Linked DNA regions of Macaca mulatta: region 2 is linked to region 1. A link is a contact called in public Hi-C data. All regions are on one chromosome and are shown on one strand. Each heading gives the region's core, a stretch centred on a gene start, on an enhancer-like site or on the middle of the called end of the contact. The rest is flanking DNA. Distances are from core to core; before and after follow the strand shown.

Evidence for each region. A called contact is a pair of places that touch in the nucleus more often than the background predicts.
Region 2: a contact with region 1 is called in a Hi-C map of liver, with 1.6 times the contacts expected there. The contact joins the promoter of WTAP here to the promoter of ACAT2 in region 1. A contact is called at or near these places in 5 of 14 Hi-C or Micro-C datasets (CD4 T cells, cortical neurons, fetal cortex germinal zone and 2 more).

What each region holds. Positions count from the first base shown.
Region 1 is chr4:12,246,421-12,250,460 of T2T-MMU8v2.0, forward strand. It overlaps ACAT2 (acetyl-CoA acetyltransferase 2), which reads right to left and starts at 2,160. Exons shown (of 9, transcript XM_015137627.3): 1 at 2,004-2,160; 2 at 1,093-1,227. The coding sequence starts at 2,058. TCP1 (t-complex 1) reads left to right here. Exons shown (of 20, transcript NM_001257728.1): 19 at 1,092-1,225; 20 at 2,002-2,169.
Region 2 is chr4:12,281,724-12,285,763 of T2T-MMU8v2.0, forward strand. WTAP (WT1 associated protein) reads right to left here and starts at 2,337. Exons shown (of 8, transcript NM_001260846.1): 1 at 2,121-2,337. It overlaps LOC144340253 (a long non-coding RNA gene), which reads left to right and starts at 2,505. Exons shown (of 2, transcript XR_013416149.1): 1 at 2,505-2,603.

The DNA of each region.
Region 1 (4,040 bases), core at 910-3,409:
ATGATGTGGCACCTATTTTCCAAGCTCAGAACTGAGTCCTAAGAGGGGCAGGGAACTTACCTGTATTGTTGGAGCCATACTCCCAGCACTAAGCACAATATGGGGCACACAGGAGGAACTGAATAAGTTTTTGGTGAATGACTGACACTCTGAGGTAATAAGGAGGAGCAGGCATACTTTCCAATGCATCAGGCTGGCCCTGCTTTTTTTTTTTTTTTTTTTTTTTTTTTTGAGACGGAGTCTCACTGTGTCGCCCAGACTGGAGTGCAGGGGCACAATCTCAGCTCAGTGCAAGCTCTGCCTCCCGGGTTCACGCCATTCTCCTGTCTCAGCCTCCCGAGTAGCTGAGACTACAGGCACCCGCCACCACGCCCGGCCAATTTTTTGTATTTTTAGTAGACACAGGGTTTCACCGTGTTAGCCAGGATGGTCTTGATCTCCTGACCTCATGGTCCACCCGCCTTGGCCTCCCAAAGTGCTGGGATTACAGGCATGAGCCACCATGCCTGGCTGGCCCTGCGTCTTAAGAATGAAAAGGCAGTATAGGTCAGTGGTCTAAGTTCATTCACAAAAAGCATATTAATGAAGCGAAGACTTTTTGTTTGTTTAGAGAAAGGGTCTCAGTCTGTCACCCAGGATGGAATGCAGTGAGTGACACAATCACTGCAGATTCAAACTCCTGGGCTCAAGTGATCCTCCCACCTCAGCCTCTCCAGTAGTTGGGAGGCACAGACCATCATGCCTGGCTAATTATTTTATTTTTTGTAGAGACAGGGTCTTGCTTTGTTGCCCAGGCTGATCTCAAACTTCTGGCCTCAAGTGATCCTTCCTCCTCGGCCTCCCAAAGTGCTGGGATTACAGGTGGGAGCCACCCTGCCTGGCCAAGAAGCTGAGTCTCAAACTGGATAGAAGCTACTGACAGGGCTGGAAGAAGGGGCCACAAGAGGAATCTTAACAGAGGGAACTCTGAGCAAAAGCATGGAGGCAAGAACTTGAGTGAGAGTGTGTGTGTGTGTGTGTGTGTGTGTGCGTGTGCGCGTTTATGGGCTGTTTCTAATAAGCTTGACTTCTCCTGGAATCACTGAGAGTTACCTGCTGCCAAAACATGTCCAAAGATGACCTCAGACACATCTTCTGGAACCACAGTGGCCCTCTTCAAGACTTCTTTGATGACAGTTGCGCCCAGGTCCTGGACAGGAACAGTAGCTAAGGCACCATTGAAGGAACCTGCAGTAGAAAGGCGGAGAGCGCGGACATCACAAACCTGTGGGTAATGTAGAAACCACCGAGGAGCAGCGGGGCCTCATGACGCTGTTTGGCAAGGCCACCGCGAGGAGGCAGTGCCCCTCCTCCCACACGTTCCCACACCTGCTGGTCTGAGCAAAGGTCAAGGTGGGTGCCAGGACTCGCAGTGGCCGAGGGCCAGACAAGCGACCTTCGGAACGGCCTAGGGACGCCGCTGTACCCCTTCTATTTCCCCAAATCCGAACGACTGGATGCGGCCCCATGGTTCCCAAACAAAAGGAACTGGCGGATCAAGGGCTTTGAAAACCATGTGGCACGAAGGAGACGAAGTCGCGACTTCCAGCCATTGTGTGACAGCCGGACCCCAGCCCAAAGCCCTGCTCAGACCACCTAGCAGTTACGCCCCTGCCACAGGCATTACCGATGGCGCCTCCCGGAGTCGGCCAATCAGGGGACCCGCAGAAGAACGCCTTCCTACGCCAACCAATGGGAGACGCAGGCCACGCGATGGCTCTACCCTGGGAGCCAATCAGAGCACGAGGGACGGAGTGCGCACATCGGGAGAGGAGAAGGTGGGGCTGTCGCGCCAGGTCAGGGAACGCGGGAGGCCCGGGGTTCCAAGGATCCCGCAGGTCCTCCAGGCTTGGCCTGAGCGGCTTCCTCCACATACGCTCCTCTCCTACACAAGTCCGGCCCTCGGCGCTCCTGCCGAAGCAGCAGGCGCCTTGGACTCTGCGCGAGGCCCGCCGGCCGCTCACCTATGATGGTCCGCGCCGCCGAGACGATGACCACGGGATCTGAGCCTGCATTCATCCTGCCCACGACCGCTTCTCCTGCCGCCGTCTGCCCTGCGCTGCCTGCAAGTTAGGCAAGGCTCCTCCTCGCAGCCCACAGGCCGCGCCACGGGCGGGACCTGAGGTAGCCCCGCCCCCTGCCCCCCGCCTCCTCGCGCATCCCACTGTGCGCAGGCGCAAGGCCAGAGCCAGGGCGGGCCGAGGCTCGAGGGGCGCAGGGCGGAAGTGAGGTTGGGGTCTGGGGCTGCGGGCAGAACCGGGGACCTCGGACGCATGTGCAGAGCTTCTGAAGACCCCAGTGTTTCTAGACACCCCAGTGTTGGAGTCCCCCGTCTTGACGTTTTGGGCTTTTTTGTTTTAACCTTAGAGTTTTTCGAAACAGTAAAGAGTGGGGTGTGACAAAAGACTCACTCTCGTTCAGCCCGGGACTGGAATCCCACGGGCGAGAATCTCGAGTGAGAGCCCGGCCCGTACGGGGCTTGCTGGGAGCGTCTCGGTGCGAGCCCCCGTGGGTCTGGCGCCCTCTGGCCTTCGAAGATCAGCTCTGGTGGTGAAGGGGTGAGGACGCCGGCAGCGTCTTAACGTCCCACAGTGAAAAGTTACCTTGGTTGACGTTTGGACAGTGAAAGCATATAACAAGTGGGGTCAGTTTTGTTTAAAACCCTTGCTGACTTCCCAGCCTCTTACTGGGCAAAGTTCATAATTTTTCTGAGCTTTCTAGGGTTCTAGGCAAGCTTATCAGGGCCACCGTTACAGCAACTTGTTGGGAACACCTGGATAGTGGAACAAGAAAACTTGGTCACAAAGTCATGAAGGGGAAAACTGTTGACGGACCTGGAGAATCTTCCTGAAGAACTTTAAAGTAGATTGAAAGAATCATTAAATCCTGGAAACCTACATTAAGACTTTGCAGAGATATGTGGATGAGTCAGATAAATCAGAGAAGATAAACTAGAGTGTACGCCCCAGAGGTGGGGCAATAGAGAAGGAAAAAAGTTGCATAACAGTGCAATTTCAGGAGAAATCTTTAGGGTCTGGAATAGTGGTGAAATCAGCTGCCTCCCCTGCTAAGAACTCAGCAGCATAGTTAAGTCTCTTCAGTTATCTTGAATGTGTTTCCTGTCCCCTAACATATCTGAGTCCAAGGAATTCAAGGAATGCCTCCCGTGGCTTTTGCTCTATTCTATCCCATTTTCCCCTTACTCTCTGGCCACTTCTGAGGCTTTGTGGGGTTACTCTGACATCCCCTTAACATGTTCCCCAAGGCTCCTACTTTGCACCAGCTCCCTGGGTAATACCAGTCCTTCCCACAGCATCAGTCACCACCTGTATACTGACAAGTCTGAAATCTTTACATCTAACCTAGTCTCCTAAACTGACCCTCTTCATTTAAATTCTTACAAGCGCAGCAGGTCGGGCACCCTGGCTCACACCTGTAATCCCAGCACTTTGGGAGGCCGAGGAGGGCGGATCATTTGAGATCAGCAGTTTGAGACCAGCCTGGCGAACATGGTGATATCCCATTTCTACCATAAAATGCAAAAATTAGCCGGGCATGGTGGCGTGCGCCTGTAATCCCAGCTACTGGGGAGGCTGATATAGGAGAATCGCTTGAACCTGGGAGGCAGAGGTTTCAGTGAGCCGAGATCACACCACTGCACTCCAGCCTGGGCGACAGAGAGAAACTGTGTCTCATAAATAAATAAACAAATAAAATTTCCTATAAGCACCTCAAATTTGACATTGAAACCAAACTCTTCCAGCCTGTTTCTTCTCTAATCTCAGTGAGCAGTGTAACTATTCTCTGTTAACCAAGCCAGAAATTTACCTCTGAAACTCCTCTTAAACATTACTTCTTCTAGAAAAACCTTCCAATCTCCTGGATTTGGTGCAGCATCTTACCCCTAACTTCCTCTTTCAACTTACCATATAATTCCTCGTTTATCTGTCTCCTCTACCAGACTATATAAGCTTTGCAAGATGATCCTGTTACACTGCTTT
Region 2 (4,040 bases), core at 1,087-3,586, 35 kb after region 1:
ATAAAAGGCAACTTCAACGTGCACTTAGAAAAGATTAAATTCTACTAACTGTATCTTCAAAGGCAGAAAATATTTATAGCACTATATTCTAGTTAGATGGAATACCGTTATACACAATGAAGTATACTATGGTGGAGATACTGAGAAGTTTTTCTGTGTTAAGCTTAGTAACTACAAGAAACAAAATATTTAGAGGCAGAAAGTTGGAGACAACTAAAAAAATTAACACTATCTTAGTCTTGTTTTGCTGAAGGACCTACTAACATACAATTTTGACGAGCAAGAAACAAATATATAATGATCTAAACTGCTAAACAATATATTCAAAGGGATTCAATACTACATACAAGACCACAGGGGACCTTGAACGCTTTACTGTACTGTACAAATTGTGACAATGCTCATCTCCACATCATAGGGCTTTTACATATTTTCTGTTTCATCTCTACCAGCTTATTTCTGACAAACAATACACAAAAATATTTTCAGCAAACATGACTCAACGTTGAATTGGAAAAGCTACACATAAAAGAGCCATGTAAAAATAAGCTGTGCCTGGGACACCCTATTATTATTACTTTTATCCTTTAGGAGTTAGACATTCTGGTAGCTTGTACAAATTCTGCCACTGAAAAAGTACGAAAAATACTGAACTTTTAGACTATGTGTCTGCTTAAGATACCTTAAGATCTAAAAGCACTGTAAGAAACACACCTATCCAAACCTGTAAAATGTAACCTCAACCTTATCACAAGCCAACCTGCGGACTTGCCTAATCAGATGCTACTTGAATGAATTAAAATGTATCCACCTTGAAAAGATTTTTCGCTCATAATTTTAAATTACGGTTTTAAATGACCACAACATGTTTATCGTAGAAAACTTAATGGTCAAAATTTTAAAATCCAAAAAACGAGACCGTGTGATGGATCTATGACGTCCACTTATCTTCCGAAGCAACAGAATTAACTAAAACTAGATAAAATAGGCACAAATACAACTTCTAACTGTAACATACTAATCGAAGTATTTCCCTACCAAACTAAACAGTTTTTTTTTTTTTTTTTTTTTTTACATAATCAGCTATGCTAGTCCTTGATAATGTTAAGCTAGTCCTTTGGGATCAACCAACCAAGTGACTTCCTTATCAAAACAAGAACTTGGCCTTTTCCACTACGTGTACACTGACTTATGAAAAAAGGTTAAAAAAATAATGTAGTAACTGTCTCACAGGGATCCAACGTAAGACTTGGATTTCACAAAAATCTGCAAATAATTCAGTTTCTTTCCTCAGAATGCATGCACTCATTTAAAAATGGAAGTCTACAAGAGAACGTAGCTGCAGTAACATCCTACTGCGTGACATGAAATGTAGGGAACGAACGTTTCTTTTTTTCCTTGCTGAACTCGGGAGAGGCCCAAGGGAGGTGGAGGGAGCAACACCGAGGTGAGGAAAAAACGAGCGCCGCCGCTCAGCCCGCGGAGGGCATCCTCCGACCTCCGTGAGTGGCCGGTCTCTCTGGCCGCCGGAGCACCCCTCTCACCCCGGGCCCTGGGGACGGAGGACGGAGATAAAATGGCCTCGACGCGGCGGAAGTGTTCCCCGCTGGCGGGAAGGTAGAGCGGATAACGAGACTGGTGCCGCGCCGGGCCCGAGTGGCCTTTCGGGCCCTGCCAGCCTCTTACCGGCCGGGGGCGGCTGCGCCCCAACCCTCAGCCCCGGAGGTCCCCCGCGGCCGCTCCCGCCAGCCGGCCCGCACCTACCTCTTCAGGCAGAAGCCGCGCCGGCGCCGCCAGTCGCATAGGCCGAGGCCGCGCTGCTTGCCCTGCCGCCCGGGCCCCCCGGGCCCCCGCGCAGCCGGACAGCTCTGGCGCCTGCCCCGCCGCACTCCTAGTCCCGCCGCAACCCCAGCGCTCCCCTTTATTTGTGGGTCTCGCTGCCACAAAATGGCGCTGAGGGAGGAAACCAGGACCCGCCGCCCGGCCCCGCCCCGCCACCGGGCTCCGCTCCGCCCCGCCCCGCCCCACAGCCGGCCCAAACTCGCCGCAGGCCAGCGCCACTGCCTCCCGCCTCCCGCCAGCCTCCCCGCTCCGCCATGTTCGCGTTCTGGCCCACTCACAGAAGAGTCGCCTTTCAGGCGTGGCCGCAGTCACTCGCCCGCCGCCGGGCCCTGCCAGGAGAGGAAAGGTGAAGGGAGGGAGGCCGCCAGCCTAGCCCGATCGGGGCCTCGAGGCGCAATGGAGCAGCTGCTCCCCGGTAATACGCCCCGTCCTTTCCCAGGAGCCTGGCGCGAGCTCCGCGGGCGCCGGAGCTCAGCTAGCGCGGTAAGGGAAGCGGCCGAAGGGAGGGGCGGGCCAGCGAGGTCGGAGGTCAGCCCCGGGGCATCACGGGAAGGGAAGGTGGACGTACTCGCCGGGGCCACCTGCGGCTGCGGGGGCGGCCTCGTGCGGAGGGATCTGGGCGAAGGCGGCCCGTGATTGGCCGCTTTGTGTTCGCGACGCTCATCCGTGATGCTTCCGCGTGCCGGAGAACCAGGTGCCACCTCAGAAGAGAAGCGGTGGGCGGCGAGCCGCGGGCCTTTGCTCTTAGCAGAAGCTCACCTGTAAGTTTTGGGAACTTAGAATCCGATGTCCTCCCTCTCTTCAGTCGTGAGGCGCAGCCTTCTGGCCGCTGGGTTCGTTCCTCCTTGACATCTCTGGAGACGCATCAAGGAGCTATTGTTCTCCGGCGTCGGAGGTTGCGCTGTGTCCGCGGCGCTGAGGGCTCCTTGCTAACTCGAACGTGGGGAAGGCGGCCCTGTGAGGTTTAGTGAACCCAACCAAAGAGGTCCTGCAAGTGGAGTAGACTCCCTGAAGCAAGACTGCCATCTGGACCGCCGAGTAAGGGCGGTGTTACCTGGAGAAGCAGTCTCTAAACACTTACTAGAGGAGCACGTAGTTCTTTTGATTGGTCTGTCCTTAGCCGGCTTTCTCGAACCTGTTCATCCCCAAAGGAGTGTCTTGTAGTAGGGTGATCTATTAGGATTAAAGTACATTCCAGATGGCCATAGTGTGTTCCCAGTGAATCAGATCAGTCTGGAGAAAATCTTTGCAACTTGTATCACAAGAGCGCTAAAAAATTGAAAACAAAAAGTCCAAAAGCCAAAGGGGAAAATGGGGAAGCACATGAACAGATGATTCTCAGAAAAAATAGTCATTTTTTATGTTCTATGTAATTCTGTGTTCCTCATGAACATAGAAAGTCGCTCCACCTCACTTACAATGGAAATACACATTGAAATTGCCTTTCCTGGTGGGAATGGAAAAATGGTTCAAGTTCTGTCGAGTTCAAAATTACTTGTTTTTTCTTATACCTTGAAGTTATACTTCTAACCCTAACCTTATTCTGAAGGTACAGCTCCACACGTGGAAACAATAGGTACACAAGGTTATTGCAGTGCTGTCATAGCAAAAGTTAGGGATAACCCAAATATCCATTAATAGAGAACTGATTGGGAATGGTGCATCCATACAGTAGAATACAGTGCAGCCATTAAAAAGATTCATAAAATAATCGTGTTGCTTTGAAATGAGTCTCAGGTTATATCAAGTATTCACTTAAATACTTAAGTATATTAAGTATTCACGTTATTCAAAAGCAAAAATAAGCATATATGCTTTTATTTACTTAAATATATAAAAATATATTTAATATGAATATTTATATATATATACTTATTTTGGGGGAGGAATTGGAAGGATATCCTTGAAACTTAAAATAGTTACCTATAAAGAGTGGTGGGAAAGAGTGGAGGGGAGACAAGACTTCTCTACTTTGAATTTTTCGTTTTACATAGCCAAAAAGTAAATAAAAAAGAAAACAAAATAAATCCTAAGGTTGAAAGCAAATAGAAACAAATGAACTTAACTAATACAACTAGCGATACACAGAAAAAATAATTTGGGGCTTTTTTTTTTTTTTTTTTTTTGAGACAGTCTCACTGTGTTGCCCAGGCTGGAGTGCAGTGGTGTAATCTCAGCTCACTGCAACCTCTGCCTCC